6 separate regions of the Mus musculus genome follow, and regions 1, 2, 3, 4 and 5 are each linked to region 6. Evidence: chromatin contacts called from public HiChIP or PLAC-seq and promoter capture Hi-C data. All regions are on one chromosome and are shown on one strand. Each heading gives the region's core, a stretch centred on a gene start, on an enhancer-like site or on the middle of the called end of the contact. The rest is flanking DNA. Distances are from core to core; before and after follow the strand shown.

The links. Promoter capture Hi-C pulls out the DNA fragments that hold promoters and counts their contacts. HiChIP or PLAC-seq counts read pairs in DNA pulled down with a chosen protein or histone mark. Capture Hi-C pulls out chosen DNA fragments and counts their contacts.
Region 1: a contact with region 6 is called in an HNF4G HiChIP or PLAC-seq map of pancreatic cancer cells. The contact joins the promoter of 1700016H13Rik here to the promoter of Pkd2 in region 6.
Region 2: a contact with region 6 is called in a promoter capture Hi-C map of stem cell-derived epiblast-like cells, with 3 times the contacts expected there. The contact joins the enhancer-like site here to the promoter of Pkd2 in region 6. A contact is called at or near these places in 2 of 39 promoter capture datasets (the 3T3-L1 cell line and stem cell-derived epiblast-like cells), 1 of 484 Hi-C or Micro-C datasets (the HPC-5 cell line), 1 of 115 datasets of contacts at active chromatin or transcription factors (stem cell-derived neural progenitor cells) and 1 of 9 other capture datasets (embryonic stem cells).
Region 3: a promoter capture Hi-C map of adipose tissue shows a contact between it and region 6, with 2.8 times the contacts expected there. The contact joins the promoter of Gbp9 here to the promoter of Pkd2 in region 6. A contact is called at or near these places in 2 of 39 promoter capture datasets (pre-B cells and stem cell-derived epiblast-like cells) and 1 of 9 other capture datasets (adipose tissue).
Region 4: a promoter capture Hi-C map of liver shows a contact between it and region 6, with 3 times the contacts expected there. The contact joins the promoter of Gbp4 here to the promoter of Pkd2 in region 6. A contact is called at or near these places in 2 of 9 other capture datasets (adipose tissue and liver).
Region 5: a contact with region 6 is called in a promoter capture Hi-C map of stem cell-derived epiblast-like cells, with 5 times the contacts expected there. The contact joins the promoter of Abcg3 here to the promoter of Pkd2 in region 6. A contact is called at or near these places in 12 of 39 promoter capture datasets (the 3T3-L1 cell line, the C10 cell line, the HPC-7 cell line and 7 more) and 1 of 115 datasets of contacts at active chromatin or transcription factors (large pre-B cells).

Annotation. Positions count from the first base shown.
Region 1 is chr5:103,654,254-103,657,938 of GRCm38.p6, forward strand. It overlaps 1700016H13Rik (RIKEN cDNA 1700016H13 gene), which reads right to left and starts at 1,471. Exons shown (of 4, transcript NM_028824.1): 1 at 1,192-1,471; 2 at 669-803. The coding sequence starts at 733. Gm42138 (a long non-coding RNA gene) reads left to right here and starts at 1,444. Exons shown (of 3, transcript XR_880498.2): 1 at 1,444-1,869.
Region 2 is chr5:103,930,369-103,934,294 of GRCm38.p6, forward strand. No RefSeq gene overlaps it. Among named protein-coding and RNA genes, the nearest start is that of Klhl8, 21 kb to the left of the region's middle. Within about 2 kb of position 1,628, at least 5 of the 459 cell types and tissues checked have an H3K27ac peak or open chromatin away from gene starts, as enhancers often do. A contact at or near this core is called in embryonic stem cells and stem cell-derived epiblast-like cells, where this site is marked.
Region 3 is chr5:105,108,336-105,111,870 of GRCm38.p6, forward strand. Gbp9 (guanylate-binding protein 9) reads right to left here and starts at 1,957. Exons shown (of 11, transcript NM_172777.4): 1 at 1,870-1,957.
Region 4 is chr5:105,137,867-105,141,300 of GRCm38.p6, forward strand. Gbp4 (guanylate binding protein 4) reads right to left here and starts at 1,720. Exons shown (of 12, transcript NM_001359079.1): 1 at 1,614-1,720; 2 at 853-951. The coding sequence starts at 867.
Region 5 is chr5:104,980,585-104,984,018 of GRCm38.p6, forward strand. Abcg3 (ATP binding cassette subfamily G member 3) reads right to left here and starts at 2,133. Exons shown (of 16, transcript NM_030239.2): 1 at 1,965-2,133.
Region 6 is chr5:104,457,875-104,461,384 of GRCm38.p6, forward strand. Pkd2 (polycystin 2, transient receptor potential cation channel) reads left to right here and starts at 1,583. Exons shown (of 15, transcript NM_008861.3): 1 at 1,583-2,351. The coding sequence starts at 1,763.

The DNA of each region.
Region 1 (3,685 bases), core at 221-2,720, 800 kb before region 6:
ATGACGTGTAATCTAAAAGCATCCTGGAAATGAAGCTGACTAAATCCTTCCCTCCCCTGAGTGCACATTTTAACTTTTCAGATTATTTTATGTAGGTGTTTTGCTTGCATATATGTCTATTTCACGCATGCTTTGTGCCCATTTGGTCCAGAAGGGGGCGACAGATCTAATAAAACCGGAGTTAGGGACGGTTGTGAGCCACCTTGTGGGAGGTTGCAGGAAACCAATCTCAGGTCCTTTGCAAGAGCTCTTAATCCATGAGCTTCGTCTCTAACCCCTGTTCATATATTCTTACAAAAGTACCATTCAGGAAGCTGGAAAGATGGATCACCCATTAAGAGCACAAACAGCTTTTGCAAATAGGACCTAGGTTTGGTTGCCAGCATCTACAGAGAGACGCTGTAACACCTGTAACTTCAATACCAGCGGATCCGACACAGTCTTTTGGTCTTCATGGGCACCTGCTCAAATGCAGTGTGAATACAGAGGCAGGTACAAACAAAATAAAAATAATTTTCAACTAGTCTTTTTAAGACAAAATCTAGATCCATTCAAGTGCTTCCATATACTCCAGTAACAATGCGAACAGAAGTGCCCAGCCCCTGTTGCAAGCTCCAGCCATGGTAATGTGTGTGTGTGTGTGTATGTGTGTGTATGTGTGTACTTACACTTTATAACAGCTGCCCTTCAAAATGGTTTGTACTGTGTTCCTTCTTGGCAAGCCATACGCCATGACAAATGATCACAGTGGTTTCCTTACATAGGAGCCTGATGTAACATCTGCACCGCTGTTTGCACTTTGCCTGAAAGAACAGCGACAGGCCTAATTAACAGCTCTCATTTGAATAGTTTTATGGCCAAATAATCAAAGGCTAGGAGAAAGCATTTAGGGCTGTCAAGAATCATAAACATTCACTGGACCTGAACCATGAACATACGAGCTAGTTCTGTTCATTTCCAGGAAGTCGCTCAATCAGTTCAGTAAGAGTCTAAGGTGAGGGAAAGCCAGGCGAGGGTCATCCGGAGCAAGACTGCAGTTGGTAACCCCCACCCCACCCCCCCCCACCCCCCACCCCCCCCACCCCCGCACCCAGGCACGGTAGGCGGTCATTGAGTACTCCTGAGTCCCGTCGCCTGGTCTCGTAGCTGCGCGCCCTAGTGGTTGTGGTGGGGACAACGACCCAGCCTCACCGGCATGGAACCCCAGGGGTGCGCTGGCTACCTAAGGGCACGGCCCTTTCCTGCTCTCAGTTCCAGACAGAACCGGCTAGGGCGCGGTAGCGAGTGCCGGCCTCGCCCTTCCAGCCCGTGCTGCTCCCGGAACCCCTGTACCCCACAGGTCAGCCGCACCCTGGCCGCGCCCCCGACCCAGGGCAGCTCGCGCTAGGTGCACATGGCCGCGCACTCGCAGCGGCCCAGCCGCCGACTTGCGCCGGCTTGCTTGCTCGTGCTCCTGCTTGCTGGTGCGCCTGATTGCTCAGGTGCGGGGCTCATCAGGCGCTCACCCGGCGCCTACCCTGCGTCACCCGGTGCCTCAATAAAGGGCTTTGTGTGCGCGCGGGGCGCAGATCCAGCCTGCCTAATGGGAGTCACTTCGCCCCAGTGGGTGACAGTCATTGTCCCACGCCCACTCTCGAGGATCCAGCGACAGCTCCGTGTTCCTGTTCATGTAGGCACCTCTTAGGGTCCCAAGCAAACCGTGGCACTATGCGGGAGGGTTTTGCTAGAGTTGTCCCTTGCTAACACCAGGACATTCCCTGTGTCCCTCCGTCGAGCCTAAATGACGTCATAAAGCAAAGAGGCTATCATATGTGTATGTTTCACGGGTTATGAGAACTAAAGACTAGGCCTGAGAGCTTCTAGCCCGAGGTAAGGGTTATATCATTGTGAGTTTAGTATCAACGCTATGAAACAGAGGGTTCTGTTGAGAGGGAAGGAATGAAACTCCTCCATTTATAGTGAATTCAGGGCGAGCTTTTAAGGTTAAATACTCTGATCCCTCTACCTGTCGCTGTTCTTTTCTGTTTTTGTTGAAACAGTCCAGACTGGCCTAGAACCACTATGTAGCCCAGGCTTGCTTCAGACTTGCAGCAAATCTATTTCAGCTTCCCAAGTGCTAGGCTGGAGCTACAGGAAAGTACCATCCGCCCTGCCTAGCAAATTCTCCTAGCGCAAAGAATGAACACACACACGCACACACACACACACACACACACACACACACACACACACACACACACACACACACACGCAGAGCAGGATAGTGATCTATCACTGAGCCTAGAATGTCCCGGAAAACATGTCCGGGCTTCCTCCATTTTCCAAAAGAAAAAGAAAAAATAAAAGTTGTGGGAAGTTACGGGACGAGCTGCATGATGGGATGTCCGCCAGCAACTGCGGAGCTGGCTTATCTGTAGAAGGTACTTCTGTGCCTACAAGAAACTAGAATGTATAGAAGCCCGATTCATTGTGTCTGTAGTCCAAATGGGGAATGTCTGTGCCACAGGGGTGAAGCCCCCCACCATGGATTATGTGACCAGTGTAGGAGAGTTCAGCCCGATTTGATTTCAGTTAGCATAGATGGAGACTGCAATGTGCCCACCAGCCTTAGTTTGGTTCCAAGCACCCGTGTGGTGGCTCACAGCCATCAACAACTCAGACTCCTGGGTGTGCAGCACCCTCTTCTGAACTCCGAAGGCACCAGGCATGCATGGAGTGCACATACATACACAGTCTTGACTGAAACTCCATAGAGACCCAAAGCTAGAACCATCAACTCAACAGCTCCAGGATTTCTGGTTGTTAGAAAATAAAACAGATTTAGAATCTAGTTCAACTGAACCCAGGGGCCATCTGGTTACAATACTCAGCACCAAAGTGGCTCTTGTGGTGGCATATGTGTGCATGCCCAGCATTTGGGAGGTAGAGGCAGGAGGATCAGAATGTTGAGCCTATTCTTAGCCACAGAGCCAATAGTAGACTAAACGACATGAGACCCTGTCTCAACAACAAATATAATGTTCATTGGTTTAATCCATTAACTGTTGGAGTAAAGTTTATACAGCAGATTATATTGCATATACCATGTCTTATTGTGAGAAGAGTACTCTTTATAGAAAAAAAAACTTTTTATTTTATTTTTTAAAAGAAATTCTTTTTTAAAAAAAGATTAATTTATTTATTCATTATATATAAGTAGACTGTAACTGCCTTCAGACACTCCTGAAGAGGAAGTCAGATCTCATTATGGATGATTGTGAGCCACCATGTGGTTGCTGGGATTTGAACTCAGGACCTTTGGAAGAGCAGTCAGTGCTCTTACCTGATGAGCCATCTCTCCAGCCCTCACCCCCACCCCCACCCCCTTTTTGGGGGAGAGGGGGTTTCGAGACAGGGTTTCTCTGTGTAGACCAGGCTGGATTTGAGAACTCAGAAATCCACCTGCCTCTACCTCCCTAGTGCTGGGATTAAAGGCGTGCACCACCACTGCCTTCTTTTTTTATTTTTAAACTTGCATTTCTGTGTGTGTGATATATGTGTATGTGTGTGTATATGTGTGTGTATGTGTGTGTGTTTGTATATGTGTGTATGTGTGTATATGTGTGTATGTGTGTTTGTATATGTGTGTATATGTGTATATGTGTGTATGTGTGATACATGTGTATGTGTGTGTATATGTGTGTGT
Region 2 (3,926 bases), core at 378-2,877, 530 kb before region 6:
CTGCTCTGCTTTTCTTCTTCTTCCTCTCCCTCTTCCATTTTCTCCTTCTTCTCCCCCCACCTTCCGTTCACCTTCCCTTTTTTCTGCCCAATCATCAGCTCTCCTTTATTTTACAAATTAAGGTGGTAAGCAGGTTTACAGGAAATCACTTGAGTGCTGACTCATTTCTTGTTCGAAGCCACTCACAGGAGAACGGAATTAACATCAAATATAATTAGCCCCAGGGCTATCCACAATAGGGCTAATACCCAGGAAATCATTAAGCTATGTAATAGAGGCAGAAAAGGCATCTCAGCAGTGAACAGCAATCTTGAATTGAAGTCTCTGGGGTCCTCACACCCATTATAGCCATCGGAAACAATACTGGTATGCAAATTCTTCTTGGTATGCAAAAGTTCTTCATGGTTTAATTTCTGTTTTCCCCGTGAATAGCCAACATGTGTACTGATGGCAAATCTTCAGGTAAATGTGTAAATCTTAATTCTTAACTCTTTTTTTTTTTTTTTTTGCCAAGCCCTGTACTGGAAAGACGTCCAATAACAACTCAAGAAACCCTGCATTGTATTAGTTTCTTCTAGAGAGCAGGGTGAAGGTCCCCTCTACCACCACAGCAGAAGGCTGAGGAGACATGGTAGAAGTTACTGAGAGGTTGTAATAATGTCAGCAGTCTTTATTACAGAAAAACACCCTTGAGTACTGTTGATAGCAGCTAGCTTTGTACTATTGAGTTGCTGAGTCTCTCTCTCTCCCTCCCTCCTCTCCTCCCTCCCTCCCTCCCTCTCTCCCTTCCTCCCTCCCCACCCCTCCCCAAAACTCGTAAAAATAAAAAACTTGCATTTTCTTTTCTGGATGCCTCTGGAGAGAAAGTAAAGGCCATGGTCATTATAAATAGCCTGGAGGCCCCTGGGTCGACCCCAGCGCACTCTCAGAGGACCCCGAGTCACCCCTAGTGCACTCTGACAGGCCCCTGGAAAGGGCAGGGAGACTTATTCACTCACGGCATTAAGAAAAACTGGACCACACTTGTTATTTATCTTATTTTGAAACATAGCTTCTCAATGTAATCTTGGCTGCCCTGGAACTCACTGTGTAGACCAGGCTGGCCTCCAGCTCACAGACATTCACCTGCCTCCCCCCATGCCCCACCAGTGCTGGCATTGAATGTGTCCACCACCATGCCAGGTTATTTATTTTCTTGATGACAGTGTTCTAAGTGAAGTGAGATGGAATCTACTTTTGATTTGCATTTCCCTGATAGCTAAGTGCTGCAAACTAACCCCCCTTTGGGTCTCTTATCTGCGAGGAATGGGTCTCTGGTTGCAGGTGGGTGAAGGAGTCAGCGAATGACAAACAAAGATGACATGAGAGAGCATGTTGAATCTGAGTGTAGTTTGTCAAATCGAGCATCAAACTTTTTATACAGAAGAATAACAAGAAACCAGGAGAACACATCCGCTAAGTTACAGTGACAGAAAACAAAAGGAATGTATACATCAAAAAATGGCAGGGACCAGGCCTCCAGAAAACAAAAGGAATGTATACATCAAAAAATGGCAGGGACCAGGCCTCATTTACCACTAAGAAGGGAGCCAGTTGTAATGCTAGTCTATTGTTAAGCCCACCACCAGGGGTTCTTAGTAAATGCCTGATCATGCTGTTCCTTTGGGCCTAGTGAAGAAACCTGTCTCAGGAGGATTCCCTAACTCTTTTATGGTAAACCCACCTATTAGCTAGGCCATTGTGTATTCCCTTGTTTGGGTGAGACTGGCTACTGTCCTAAGTAATCACTCTGCAGACTATCCTGGAGCTATTCTAGCTCTGTTCTTTGTAATGCCTAATTAGTTTCACTGTCTCTACTAGAAGTAAATTTGAATGTTACTGAATAGGTAAACTTCTCACTGAATTCCTACTGAATTCCAAGCTCCTCAGCTTCAAGGATTTTCTAGGATGCTGGAACACTGGTGGAGGCTCACCTATATTAAAATTCAATCTTTAAAGTCACTTATAATAAAACAATACTGAAAGAGAGCATACACTATACTAATGCGGGGATAGGGTTTGAGTATACAGGTTATGAGAATGCCAAGGTTTCAGGAGGTTGAGTTTCCTTAAAACTCTTTGCCTCGTGAGTGCTTCCAGGCCTCTCCGCCTGTCAAGCAGACTTCACTGGAGTGGGCATAGCAGCTAAGGATGTTGAACTTTCCCCCATGTTTATGACTGTTTATACTTCTTTTAATAACTTTTTGATCAATTCATTTGCCAACCTATTGATTGGATTATTTGTATTTTTTATTCTTTTATTGTTTATATACTCTGGATACTAGCTCCAATCAAATGAATAGTTAAGTTTTCCCCACTGCGTGAGGCTCTCTTTGCTTTGATAATTGTTGTTTCTGTCTTGAACTATTAGACATCTATTCAGGAACTTCTTGGATACCTATGTCTGTACCTTGAAGTGTTTTCTCCCCCAGTTTCAAGATCAGTTGTTACATTAAGGTCTTTGATCCATTTTGAACTTATTTTGTGTAGGCGAGGAGATAAGAATCTGTTTTCCGTTTTTCTACATGCTAATTAATTAATTGATTGATTTAATATACACTAAATTTTCCTAGCGCCGTTTTCTCCAAAGTATGCTGTAGTGATATCAGTCATTTCCAGGGGCCCTCTGTCACCATCCACAGCTCACTGGGTCTGTTTTTGGACCAGTGCCATGCTGGTCTTGTTGTTATGGCTTTGTGGTATAATTTAAAATAAGTATTATGATTCCTCCAGCATTGTTCATGACGATGCATGGGTTAGTAGGGTGCCCATTGCTGCGATAAAGCACTCATGACCAGAGAACAAGTTGGGAGAAAACAGGTTTGTTTCATCCTACAGCTTATAGACCATCATCCAGGGAAGCTGGGGCAGGAACTTACAGCAGGAGCTGGAGTCAGGAGCTGATGCAGAGGCCAGGGAGCAGTGCCACTTACTGCCTTGCTCCTCGCAACTTTCTCAGCCTGCTTTCTTATAGCATTCAGGACCAGCATCCAAGGTGTGGCCCCACCTACACTGGGCTGGACTCTCCCACATCAGTCATCACTCAAGAGAATGCATCACGACAAAAAATGTGGTACATTTACACAATGGAGTACTACTCAGCTATTACAAAGAATGAATTTATGAAATTCCTAGGCAAATGGTTGGACTTGGAGGGCATCATCCTGAGTGAGGTAACCCAATCACAAAAGAACTCACACGATATGCACTCACTGATAAGTGGATATTAGCCCAGAAACTTAGAATACCCAAGATACAAGATACAATTTGCAAAACACATGAAACTCAAGAAGAACGAAGATCAAAGTGTGGACACTTTGCCCCTTCTTAGAATTGGGAACAAAACACCCATGGAAGGAGTTACAGAGACAAAGTTTGGAGCTGAGACAAAAGGATGAACCATCTAGAGACTGCCATATCCAGGGATCCATCCCATAATCAGCCTCCAAACGCTGACACCATTGCATACACTAGCAAGATTTTGCTGAAAGGACCCTGATATAGACTATGCCAGGGCCTAGCAAACACAGAAATGGATGCTCACCGTCATCTATTGGATGGATCACAGGGCCCCCAATGGAGGAGCCAGAGAAAGTACCCAAAGAGCTAAAGGGAACTGCAACCCTACAGGTGGAACAACATTATGAACTAGCCAGTACTCTGGAGCTCTTGTCTCTAGCTGCAAATGTATCAAAAGATGGCCTAGTCGGCCATCACTGGAAAGAGAGGCCCATTGGTCTTGCAAACTTTATATGCCCCAGTACAGGGCCAAGAAGTGGGAGTGGGTGGGTAGGGGAGTAGGGGAGTAGGGGGGAGGGTATGGGGGACTTTTGGGATAGCATTGGAAATGTAAATGAGGAAAATACCTAATAAAAATATTAAAAAAG
Region 3 (3,535 bases), core at 707-3,206, 650 kb after region 6:
GAGACTGCCATATCTGGGGATCCATCCCATAATCAGCTTCCAAACGCTGACACCATTGCATACACTAGCAAGATTTTGCTGAAAGGACCCTCATATAGCTGTCTCTTGTGAGACTATGTCGGGGCCTAGCAAACACAGAAGTGGATGCTCGCAGTAAGCTATTGGGTGGACCACAGGGCCCCCAATGGAGGAGCTAGAGAAAGTAGCCAAGAAGCTAAAGGGTTCTGCAATTCTATAGGTGGAACAACAATATGAACTAACCAGTACCCCCCTGGAGCTCCTGTCTCTAGTTGCATATGCATCAGAAAATGGCCTAGTCAGCCATCAGTGGAAAGAGAGGCCCATTAGTCGTGCAAACTTTATATGCCTCAGTACAGGGGAACGACAAGGCCAAGAAGTGGATGTGGGTGGGTGGGGGAGTGTGTGGGGGACTTTTGGGATAGCATTGGAAATGGAAATGTAAAAAATACCCAATTTAAGAAGAAAAAAAGATTCTAGAGTCACTTGATGATGTGTGATTTGGCTTCTTATAGCTCAGTGAGGCTGAGGCTTGCTTTGGGTTAACATATATATTTATTTGAAATTGTTTGCTTAGGTTTGCTGATGTTTGCAGGTTTAGCATAAATGAAGTTATTTTAAGAGCTACTTGGTTTTGTTGCTCAATAATTCTTCAGACCCAGTGTTCATTATAACGTGGCTTTGAAAAACAGTGAGGAAGTGCCAATCAAATCACAAAGCATCACTTCATACACACAAGGACAGCTACCACACAAGGCAAAAACAAATACATGTCACCTGGAATTTAAACAACTCAGGTGTCTGTACTCTGCAGCCTAGAACACAGAATATTACCTCACAGGAAACAGTCCTGACTTCTGAGATAATATATAGTTATGTTTGACCTAAAAGCTCTTCTTTGATTACAACATAAACAAACTAGAAAACAAGGACTTGGATGGACCTTTGAGCTGTATTGATCATAGCATCTGTATTTACAATACCCACAATGTGGACACAGCCCAGTCTCCCACCAACAGATCACCAACAGATGCATACATTAACACAGTCTGATAGCATGCACAATAGAATGTTATTCAGCAAAAAAAAAAAAAAAAAAAAAGGAATAAAATTCTACTGCACACTACTTTATAGACCTTCATATACTTAAGGCTATCCATGGACCCTGCAGACCAGACAACACAGTAACCTACCTCCCCTGCCCTGTCTTTAGTCCCACATGAGCATGAAGACATTATGCCAAGAAAAGAGAATGTGCAAAATCCTAAGACGTTAGATACAGGTGACATCACTTAATTCCAGAAACCAGGCTCTCTGCAGCTTAGTTCCATGTGAAATAAGACTAGCAGCCCAAACAAAATGCACATAGCACTACGTGATCTCTACATCTCATACAACATAAACATCAAGAGAGAACTGGACTATTTTCTTACACTTAATTCAAAGTCAGTGAGGTAGGAACTAAGTTATTTCGAGATAGAGGTTTGCCAAGCTCTTGTGCTGAATTTTCCTCACAGGGTTCCTCCACAGAAAGACTTCCCTCTGACTACAGCTGCCTGTGAACCAGGGCAGGAGCTGTAGCTGTGGTCCCAGCTGAGGCAGGACCAGGGCTCTTCCCACAGCTTCTCCAACAGAGCAGGGCAGCCAGCTGTGTCAGGCTACAACTTTGTATCTGTCCTTTGTCAGAGGAAAGAAACTGACCTCTTAGACCTAAAGCCAGCCACAGCCCCCTGCAGACCAGAGAGCTCATAATCTGCCTCCCTTCCCCCTCCCTCAGTTGCCCCTTTGACTTGGAAATCAAGCTGAGGTCCAGACTAAGTTGCTCCTTAAAGAAAGGAAAAGTAAATATACCTGGTCCCACAGCACAGGTCCAAGTGCAGTTCTCAGCTGCTGCTGCCTCCTCAGGCTCACTTCTGCTCTCCTCCCTCCTGCTCTCTTTGTTCCTCTTTTATGTGCGCTGACCACACACACACACACACACACACACACACACACACACACACACACACACACAGGATGCAGCAGAAACAAAACTGAAAGTAAAGTAAGCCAAGGCATTGTTAACTTGGCCAAGACTGGAAGGGGAGGTCAGAGGATGCTTAGTGTCAGAAAAGTCAGTGAGAAACTGTGTTGCAGCCAAGGGACAGCAGGCCTCCACTGTGGAAAGAGTTTACATTCTCTTTCTTTGGAACCCATCTCCAGTTTCCTCAGCCTTCTAGGCACAGATAAAGCACAGTAAACCCAGACCCCTATCAGTGGAAATGACACAATCTGGGAGGATTGCACGTGTGCTTCTCTCAGGGGAAATTCCAGGTGCTTTTTGAGTGAAGAGCTTTAATGTTTTAAACGTGTTTTCTAAAACAGGAACCATAACTGTTGCCATTTCTTTCTGGACTCTGTCCCACAGTTTCCTGACAACAGCGAGCTGGGCATGACTCACTATAAAAAGGGCTGCTTGTCCACTCTGCCCTCTCTCTCTCCCTCTCTCTCTCTCTCTCTCTCTTTCAATCTCTCTCCCTGAGATCTTCCTCTCTTCCTTTCTTACCCTCTTCTTTCTCAAGTCCTCTCCCTGCTTCCTGTCTCCCTCTCTCTGTTCCTCTTTCTCTGTCTCTACTACCCTTTCAAATCCCCTGTCCATGTCCAAAATAAACTCTATTCTATACTATACAATTGTGTGGCTGGTACCTCAGGAGGACAGGATGCCTCAGCATGCCCCCACCCCCCATACCACCTTCCACTTCACCATACCCCACCTCCACCACACATATCCCTGGCTTCTTTTTCTTTTTCAGAAAACACAACAGTTGTTCTGAAAACTGTTTTTAAAGAAGTAATTAAAGAATAGTAAGTAGGAGTTGTGTTCAGGGTAGCAGCTAAGAAAACTCACTTCAGAGGTGGAAGCTTAAAAATGAAGCTTTATTTTCTGAGCTCTTAGGAAGGCAGCCAGTTTGGGATCTGAACTTTGTCCCTGATGGGAGATTGAACACCATTTGTAAAGGATGAAACACAAAGCAGTGGGGAGAGCTGCAGAGTGTGATCCATTGTGTTTTCACAGGAAGGATTAAACAAGGGAGTACCCCTTGGAGACTGGGCCATATCCAGGCACCTAGCTTCAGGGTCCTTAATTTATTCTCCTAGACATTAGGTGCAGAACTCAGAGTGATAAAGGGACAAAGGAGCAGGTCAGCAGCATGGAGGTAAACTGGTACCTTAATTCTACTTCAGTGAACTCTCTCTCTATTCATCATGAATATTATCAAATACCTATTTCTGTATAGAAAGAAACAAAAGTACCAAATAATGTGCGACAATGAAATACTCAATGCACAGTACCACACCAGAATATGACTTAAAAAGGAGACTCACAAATCCTCTGACCTTGACTCCTGGTCCTAAGACTTATACTAGTGAAGATGTAAGAGCAGAAAACATTGAGTTACTGTAGAATGTTTGTACCATGATTGTTGTCAGGTAACTATGCCATAGAATATTTTTTTTAAATACTGGGTGGTCAAAG
Region 4 (3,434 bases), core at 470-2,969, 680 kb after region 6:
GGGTGCTTATTTCTGCAGAGAAGGCTTACAAACATCCATGAGCACACAAGATCATATTCATTATTGCTAATCACTTTGTACAAAAAAATTTAAATTAAAAAAATTATCTGAAAAAGATAGAATGTACAAACTGTGAAGTACCAGAGTGAATGCTGAAGTGTCTCTGTTCCCATTACAGAATGTATTAGGGAAACATTGGTTGCAAAATGAAGAAACTTTTCATTATATGATTTCTGTTTTGCCATGCTGAGGGACCAGGTGTAAGAGTCTATAGTCACATGATCATGTGTGATTTGGCTTCTTAGAGCTTACTGAGGCTAAGGCTTGCTTTGGGCTAACATATATATTATTTGAAATTACCTGCTTAGTTTTGCTGATCTTTGCAGTTTAAGCACAAACTAGGTTATTTTAAGAGCTACATGGTATTGTTCCTCAATAATTCTTCAGTCCCTGTGACAAACATTGAGGAAGTCCAAATCAAACCACAAGGCATCACTTCATACTCATCAGGACAGCTACCACACAATGGGAAAACAAATCCATGTAACCCAGAATTTAAACAACTCCGGTGTCTGTACTCTGCAGCTAAGAACACAGAATATTTCCTCATGAGAAACAATCCTGGTTTCTAAGACAATGGAAAGTTACATTTGATCTAACAGCTCTTCTTTGATTTCAGCACAAACTAGCAAAAAGGACTTGGATGGACCTTTGATCTTTAATGATCATGGTAGCTGTGTTCACAATACCCACAATGTGGATTAAGCCCAGTTTCCCACCACAATGTGATGGCACACCAAATTGTATATTATTCAGCCAGAGAAGAGAATAAAATTAACTACTGTACACTACCTTGTAGACCTTCATAGACTTAAAGCCAGCCACAGACCTCTGCAGGTCAGACAACACATAACTTGCCTCCCCTCCTCTGCACTCCAGTCCCAGATGAGCCTGAGGACATTATGCCAAGGACAGAGAATGTGTCAATCCCCAGAAGTCACAGATTCCACAACACTGTCTCTCTGCAGCTTAATCCCTTTAATGAGATAAGAAGAGCAGCCCAAACAAAATGCAGAGAGCCCATGTGATCTCTACATCACACACACACACACACACACACACAGACACACAGACACACACACACACACACACACACACACAAACCCTAAACACCAAGACAGAGCTTGACTACTTACTAAACTTAAAAAGATGATGAGGTACAAACTAAGTTTATTTCCAAAAAATATTTGCCAAGGTCAAGTGCTGAATTTTCCGCACAAGGTTCCTACATGTTCCTTTGACAACAGTTGCCTGTGAACCAGGGCAGGAGCTGTTGCTGTGGTCCCAGCTGAGGAAGGACCAGAGCTCTTCCCATAGTGTGTCTAACAGAGCAGGGCAGCCAGCTGTGTCAGGCTACAACTTTGTATCTGTCCTTTGTCAGAGGAAAGAAACTCACCTCCTAGACCTAAAGCCAGCCACAGCCCCCTGCAGACCAGAGAGCACAGAACCTGCCTCCCTTCCCCCTCCCTCAGTTGCCCCTTTGACTTGGAAATCAAGCTGAGGTCCAGACTAAGTTGCTCCTTAAAGAAAGGAAAAGTAAATATTAAATATACCTGGTCCCACAGCACAGGTCCAAGTGCAGTTCTCAGCTGCTGCTGCCTCCTCAGGCTCACTTCTGCTCTCCTCACTTCCTGCTCTCTTTGCTCCTCTTTTATGTGCGCTGACCACACACACACACACACACATACACACACACACACACACACACTCACACAGGATGCAGCAAAAACAAAACTGAAAGTAAAGTAAACCAAGGCATTGTTAACTTGGCCAAGACTGGAAGGGGAGGTCAGAGGATGCTTAGTGTCAGAAAAGTCAGTGAGATACTCTGTTGCAGCCAAGGGACAGCAGGCTTCCACTGTGGAAAGTATTTACATTCTCTTTCTTTGGAACCCATCTCCAGTTTCCTCCAGCCTTCTAGGCACAGATAAAGCACAGTAAACCCAGGCCCCCATCAGTGTAAATGACACAATCTGGGAGGATTGCACGTGTGCTTCTCTCAGGGGAAATTCCAGGTGCTTTTTGAGTGAAGAGCTTTAATGTTTTAAACCTGTGTTTTCTAAAACAGGAACCATCACTGTCCCCTCTCCCTCCCTCCCTCCCTCTCTCTCTCTCTCTCTCTCTCTCTCTCTCTCTCTCTATCTATCTATCTCTATCTCTCTTGCTCAGATAGTCCTCTCTTCCTTTCTTACCCTCTTTCCTTCTCCAGTCCTCTCCCTGCTTCCTCCTCCCTCTCTCTGTTCCCCTTTCTTTGTCTCTACTACCCTCTCAAATTCCACTCTCCATGTCTTAAATAAACTCTATTCTATACTATACAATTGTGTGGCTGGTACTTCAGGAGGAAAGGATGCCTCAGCAGGAGCCCTCAGAGACACCACCTTCCACCTCACCATACCCCGCCTCCACCACACATATCCCTGGCTTCTTTTTTCTTTTTCAGAAAACACAACAGTCCATCTAAAAACTGTTTTCAAAGAAGTAATTAAAGAATAGTAAGTAGGAGTTGTGTTCAGGGTAGAAGCTAAGAAAACTCACTTCTGAGATGGAAGCTTAAAAATGAAAGCTTTATTTTCTGAGCCCTTAGGAAGGCAGCCAGTTTGGGATCTGAACTTTGTCTCTGATGGGAGATTGAATACTATTTGTAAAGGATGAAACACAAAGCGAGGGTGTTGGGTGGGGCTGCAGAGTGATCTATTGTGTTTTCACAGGAAGGATTAAAGAAGGAAGTACCCATTGGAGACTGGGCCATATCCAGGCACCTAGCTTCAGGGTCCTTAATTTACTCTCCTAGACATTTGGTGCAGAACTCAGAGTGATAAAGGGACAAAGGAGCAGGACAGCAGCATGGAGGTAAACTGGTACCTTAATTCTACTTCAGTGAACTCTCCCCCTATTCATCTGTTAGCTCTGCATGGCCACCTATTTGCAGGCCCAGGTAGAACTCACACAAGAGTCCACACCAGGACTGGGAAGAAGTTCATGTCAGCAGGTTCTTGGATGCCACTAAGGCCAGGGGAGTCTCTGGTCTGGAGCTCTTGTCAGTTGAGTGGCACTTCTGAGACAGGATTGAGGGGAGCAGCAGGAGCAGGGCTGCCTCTAACACTTGCTTAAGCCTTTTGTTCACTTCAGCACTCAAGTGAATCTACAAAACATCAGGATAAATCTCTATGATCCTTTGCCTGTGTTTCTCTTCTATATTATATCGAGAAAGAGAAAAAGAGAGAGAGAGGTGTGTGTGTGTGTGAGTGAGCACAGGTGTGCAAATGCACGTATTTGCTGAGGTCTTGAAAAAGTGCCTCTTACTGCTTTGCTATTCTAGCTGACAAGTGAGCCTCAGGGCCTTGCTGTCTCTGACCCCACCCCAGCCTTGGGAT
Region 5 (3,434 bases), core at 883-3,382, 520 kb after region 6:
GTCAAGTGACTGGCCCAGCTCGGGACCTATCCCATGCATGGTTGGGCATCAATCCCTGACACTGTTACTGATGCCGTGCTGTGCTTGCTGGCAGGGGACACAAGTTTCCTGTCTTCAGTCTGTAGTTCAGGATTCTACTCTAATAAAAAAGTTCTTCTTTGGTCTCTCAGTCATATCCTGCAGGTCATGCAAGATGAGGTCATCATAATTTTTTAATTAATTATTTTGTTCATTTATACCCAAATGTTACCTCCTCCTGGTCTCCCCTCCCAGAGTTGTTCACCTCATGCCCCTACCCCTCTGCATGGCTGTCCTCTGAGAGGCTCTACCAGCAGAGCTGACTGAGACAGATGCAGATACTTACAGCCAACCCTTGGACTAAGGTCAGGGACCTCTATGAAAGAGTTAAGGGATGGATTGAAAAAGCTGAAGGGACAGAAGAATGGATACAGAAAATGTGGTATATTTACACAATGGAGTAATTAAGTAATTCTAATTAAGCAGCTCATTCTAAGCCTTCCTACTTCAAACAGTTTTTAACTACAACTAAATTTAAATAAAAAATAGTCAACAAACTGTCTGTGATGACAGGAAAATTGTGCTGAACTGATCATAGCTTTCATGTACTGAATGTCACATGGTGCCCCAAAGTATATGCAATGCGACTACAAGGTAAGTATTTACCAAATACTTCCAGAACATGAGACTTGCCTAACTGCATAGGACATCTCAGTTTGTCTTTAGGTAAGACCTGTCTGTACCACACAGGGTAAGGAAAATGACAGCCACAGTTTACCCTGGCATGAGTGCTGCTGCTGGCATCATGGGATGGTTCGTAGCATAGTCTTCCTTTGAGTCTCTTCTACATCCCAAATTAACACATGCAAGAACGTTCCCTCAAAGGCAAACTGGCAAAAGCCTCTCTGAAAAGCAATGCGCTTCCCTTATTGTTCTTGAGCTGTGGGGCTGAGCAACCCCTTCTTGTTATGGTCACAGGAAAGCAACTTAAGGGGCCAGAGATATGGCTCGGCAATTAAGAGCACATACTCTTCCTATTCTGAGCGCCTGCATAATGCAGGGAGGGACTTACAACACCTACAACGCCAGATCCAGAGGCTTCAGGGCCCTCACAGGCCTCTGTGGGCTCCAGACATGCAAGCAGAGCACCTGCATACATGTAACAAACAAACAAAACAAAACAAAAACAAATCAATCATCTAAAAATGCAACTTTCACCTTGGAGGGTCCCTCAGTGCACTGGGCCCCTTCTGATCTCTCCATGTCCATGGCTTCTGGAAGCCCTCCATTCTAGTTTGCATTTTATTTCTGCTTATGATATTTCTTCTCTTCTCAAATGCTACACGGATGCTCAACCACGGTACATGCAAAAATACGTTCTGCATGTGTTTGTGTCTTAGTGCACATTGATGCAAGAGAACACACTAAGTTGGCGAGGCACATGTTAACACCCTAAGGAGTGACCACACTTCTAGTATTAGGGAAGAAAATAAAACAGATTATAGATACACAATCCACTAAAAGGTTTGCAGTCTAATAATTCTGGTCTTTAACTTTTCTGTCTGTTGAAACCTTTTCTGAACTATCTGAGGAAGAGTCGCAAGAAGTTGGTAAATATCTGTATATCGAATTAGAGATTGCCTGACAAATTTCATATCATGGGATAAAGAAAAAATTATAAACTGCCCAGCTCCCTTAAAGTAACGGTGTTAACAAATATCTCATGCACTTCTGGTATCTCTGCTACCAGTAAAACTTTTACCTGCCCAACACCAACTGTGTTTGCCTTCATACATTTGGCAATCAAAAGTTGTACACTGCTAACCCACCCAAACAGAGACCCTCTATGAACCAAGTTGCTTTGCATTTCACAGTTGCAAATGAAGCTGCAGTGGGTTTCCCAGCCCTCTCTTGCACTCTTCTGCATCCTGCTCACCCACACTCACCACTGTGAGATAATGCAGGGGCTCAGGTTGCTACTTGCACAGGAAGATTTGCAGCTCGGGTCTTTGGAAGGTGCAAGAGGCTCTGGCTTCTGCTCTGCAGAGCTCTTGGAGCCTCTGTGGTCGTGGTCAGGAGCAGGGAACCCGAAGAGAGCAGAGGAAGTAGCAGGCAGTGGGGCGGAAGGGAGGGTGGGGCGCGACATGGGGAAGATGCAATCAGGGGAGCCCTGGGGCTGGGGCCCCCTTTGGGACAGGTGCGGGGCCAAGCCATGGGGAAAGGGGCAGGGGCGAGTCCTGGTGCAGGGGCGGGAAGGGGGGAGTCTCTGTGGGGCGTGGTTGGAGTGGCGTCTTGGGGTGAGGGCTCACCTAGGGGTTCAGCCAGATCCGGAAACCTGGGCAAACTTTTTGCCCTAATTCAGGCTCACATTGGACTCTGAGAAGCCAGCATCCAGGAAAAGACAAAGCGAAAGTAACAGTTTCTGTGGTGTGTTTTGAATTTTTTTTGTTTTTTGTTTTTGAATTTTGTTTTGTTTTGTTTAACAAATGGGATAAAATAAACAGGAGATGAATATATGCTTATCACAGAACAGGACAAACAATGGGTCAGGACGACAAAGGATATGTTTTGTTAAGTGCCCATGCTTTTAATATAATTTGATTTATAGCTTCTTTTTATAACTGAAGAGACCAATTAAGAAATAATTCAGTGTTTACGATTGTAATCCCTATAATCGAGAGGCTGGGACAGGAGGTTGGGAGTTTGTGTGCCAGGCCTAAACATCGAACTCTATCTGAAAAAGAGCAAGAAGAGGGCACAGTGATTAAGTATGGACTGTTTACTTGGGTCAGACTGCTCTGTGTGTGTGTGTGCGTGTGCGTGTGCGTGTATAGCATTGGACGAACCTTAAGCCAATGTTGAAGTCATCCAAGTAAAATTTCAGTACTCAAGACGTTTTTAACATTCAAGCATGGATTAAGAAGGGACATTAAGTCGGCGCCCGACTCCCAGCCCCACCCTACCCCGCCCGGTTCTACAGTTTTAGCTTCTAGATGTGGCCACCTGTCCTGAAATGAAGGAGATGGTTGTACCTCAAACCTGACTAAAATCTCTCTTGTAAGTCTGTGTATGACTTCCACACCCGGTGCCTGCGGAGGCCAGAGAGATCTCTAGATCCCCGGGAACTAGAGTTACGAATGGCTGTGACCGCCCATGTCCCAGATCCTCAGGAAAGAACAGCAAGTGCTCTATACCATGGAGCCATCTCTCCAGCCATGGCTGAGAGCTTTGAGACTCAATTACAAGCCTACATTTTCTGGTTTGGTAGGAAGACAGTATCATTAAGTGAATCCTCTCGCTTTCTGGGAATAACTACTAAATGGAAGTTTGCCGGTTGTGACGGTGAGGTACTAAGGATCTGTGTGGTGTACGTGTGTGATGTAGGTGTGTACACATGCTGGAACATGTCTTTTCTG
Region 6 (3,510 bases), core at 333-2,832:
CTGGGTCTTTTCTTGAGGCCAGGGTCCTTATTACTCTGCTTAACTTGCTCAATTATTAATTTTACACACAGGAAACGTATAAGAGATTAATGAATAATGATAAGGAGAGTGATAGATGAATGATAGGGAGATCATTCTAGAAAAGCATTGTAGTGCCCACAAAGCCTAAATGAGTCATGTACCCCTCAGATTCATATGTTGAATTCCCAAGCCCTGGCATCTCAGCATATGACTGTATGTGGTCAGAGGTCTTTCTAAAAGTAACTAAATTTAAATCATACTATTAAGGTTGTCTATAACCACTACGATGACAATGATGGTGATGATGACGATGACCACGAAGATGAGGAGGAAGAGGAGGATGAAACATTTAAGGGAGGACAATGGGGAGACACAGGCAAAACGTGCCATATGCAAGCCAAGACAGGCCTCGGAAAAGGTCAACCAACTTTTTTTTTTTTTTTGAGAAAATGTATTTGCATTATTGAACACAGTGTGTGGTAAGTTATTATAACAAGCCTGGCAAACTAATATAGGATCGGACCATGCACATTTGCTAAACTGCAGAAATAAAATATTACCACTTAAGCTAGAATTCCATAGATTCTTTAATGTACCAACATGGCTGACCCCTTATTGCAAACAGTGGAGACATGGAGAATATGGGTGGGTGGGTAGGAGGGAAATGGGGGAGGGATACCACCCATAGGCTCCCAATCCAGTCCTATCCCCAAGGCTAAACAGAGAGAGACCAGTTTAGTATTAGAATGGCAGAAGAGATATGGAAGTGACAGAAATCATTTGCTCTGCTGTGGAATGACAATGTTTGCAGTTAGAGTAAAAAGCATTAGAGAACCCCTTGAGGACAGAAATGACAAGAAGACCCCCGCGGGACTTGACGAGGAGGTGGATGAGGACATCCTATGAGAAGCGTCAGAAGTGAGGGCAGAGATGCACAGATCTTGGCCAGGAATTTAACTTTTAAAAGAGATGGGAAAACCATGGAAAATCGAATTTGGAGTAGGCTTTGCCTGACCCAACTGCTGTCTTAAGTTGGCTGTGCCAGCTGGGGCGTAGCGAGGATGGAGATCTAGACCTAACGCCTGAGGCAGGATTCTGTTACTCAAGGGCTGGCCAGGAGCGGAAATGAGGTAATGGTGGAGGCATCAGAAAGTTCCAAAATCCAACCCTTGGATGCCTCTAGATGTCTGGAGAGTGGAGACAGGAAATCATCCAGTAAACACAGAATCAAGGAGCTGAGGGTCACCAAATGCAAGCCTTGCCGCCTTGGTGATTTCTTTCTGGTTTTTAAACGAAGGGTGGATTTCTTTGCCTTCCCTGAGAATTCAGTTCAAGCTGGATTTCACTAGTTCTTTCTATCCCAACAAAAGATCTCCATCTTTACCCTCCTCCTTGCACCTTTGCAAACCCAGGGGGAGTATGGACAGAGTCTAAGCACTATCTTAAGGTCATGCAGGCATGGACACACCCAGGAGCCCCTTTCCCGACGAGCTGGCTGACCAAGCAAGCTACCCCGTAGGAATGTGGGCACCGATGGGGACCCTGGCTCTACTTGGATCCCTGGCCGCTGGGGCCTTTTCGACGCGCCTAAGTCCAGTCCAGGCGAGGCCAGGGCCCGGGAGGCGGGCCGAGGGGGCGGGCGGAGGCGGGGAGCAGCAGGCCGACTCCGGGAAGAAAAGAACATGGCTCCTGCGGCAGAGGGCGGCGGCACTCCCGGGCGCGCTGGGCGCCAGTGAGCGCCATGGTTAACTCCAGACGCGTGCAGCCGCAGCCGCCCGGGGACGCGGGACGCTCGCCCGCGCCGCGAGCGTCCGGACCCGGGCGCCTGGTGGCGGGAGGCGCCGGCCTAGCTGTCCCCGGCGGCCTCGGGGAGCAGCGGGGCCTGGAGATCGAGATGGAGCGCATCCGGCAGGCGGCCGCTCGGGATCCCCCGGCCGGAGCCTCGGCCTCGCCGTCTCCTCCGCTTTCGTCCTGCTCCAGGCAAGCGTGGAGCCGCGACAACCCGGGCTTTGAGGCAGAGGAGGATGACGACGACGACGAGGTGGAAGGAGAAGAAGGAGGGATGGTGGTAGAGATGGATGTGGAGTGGCGCCCGGGCAGTCGGAGGTCGGCCTCCTCCTCGGCCGTGAGCTCGGTGGGCGCCCGCGGCCGAGGGCTCGGGAGCTACCGCGGCGCGGCTCACCTGAGCGGGAGGCGGCGCCGGCTAGAGGACCAGGGCGCGCAGTGTCCCAGCCCCGCGGGCGGCGGGGACCCGCTGCATCGCCACCTCCCGCTGGAGGGCCAGCCACCCCGAGTGGCCTGGGCAGAGAGGCTGGTGCGAGGGCTGCGAGGTAAGATCCGGACTCTTGGCGTCCAGTGCACGCTTGACAACTGCCTGCGCGCGGGCTCGAACCCCTGTCCTACAAGGGTGGCTGTCTGCTGCGGCTCCACCTCGCATCCTCTGCGTTCCCGCCTCCTTCCAGAGCGCCTTCCCTAACTCCTCTAATTCGGCGCGATTTCCGGTACCCATCACCGAATTTTACTGCGTTCTTGTTGGTGCAAATTCATTGGACGCCTCCCTTCCTCCCTTCCTCTCTCCTTAAGATGCTAGCACATTTTGGAAAACAAAAGCAAGCCGTTAATACCTGGGCTTTTGGAGGACGAAAAGTGAATATTCTAGTACAACTGACAATAGTTGGAACTTTATGCTTGCTAAATGTCACAAATGAGGAACAAGTTTATTCCAGAGCCCAAGCTTTTCCTTTGGTGGCGATGTGTCATGTCCCTTCAGCCATTCTAGTAGGGACCTACAATGTTATCCAAGTTTTGAGACAAATGCCTTTAAACAGGTCATTGTCTGAAGGTTTGGTTGAGAGAGAGGTTGTTGACAGAAATGTGTAGAAACACATTTTTGATCATTTCCAATTCTAGACATTTCTTAAACAGTTGCAAACAAAATTATTATACCTCGCCCGTGTCCCCCCCCCCCCCCCCCCGTGTGTGTGTGTGTGTGTGTGTGTGTGTGTGTGTGTGTGTGTGTGTTTAAAGACTGGAAGCAAGGTCCTTTGCCATTCCAACAAGATGATTGCTTTTCCAGATGGTTAATGTGTCAGCATTCCAACGAGCACGCAACTCTCCACACGGCAAGAAAGGACACGGATTTTCCAATAGCTAGTTAATCTCGTGTTCTTAAAGGTTTGCAGCCGGAGGTATCCAAGTAGAAGAGTTTCACTAACTCTCCCCCACCTAGTTATTTTAACCTCTAGCTTTAAGAGTTCCAGCCCAGGATTTGTTGTTATTTTCCCCTGCAACAGAAACTATCCAGGCAGTGTGAGTTAGGCAGGTCAGGCCTCCATCCAAATCCTGGTCCTACTACTGTTTGACCTTGAGGTTATTATTTAACTGCTCTGATCTTTTAATTTTTAGTTTTTTGTTTTTGTTTTGTTTAGAAAAGAAATAACTAGTACATAGCCCTCGATGTGTTGAAAGAATTAAATGAGAAGACATCTA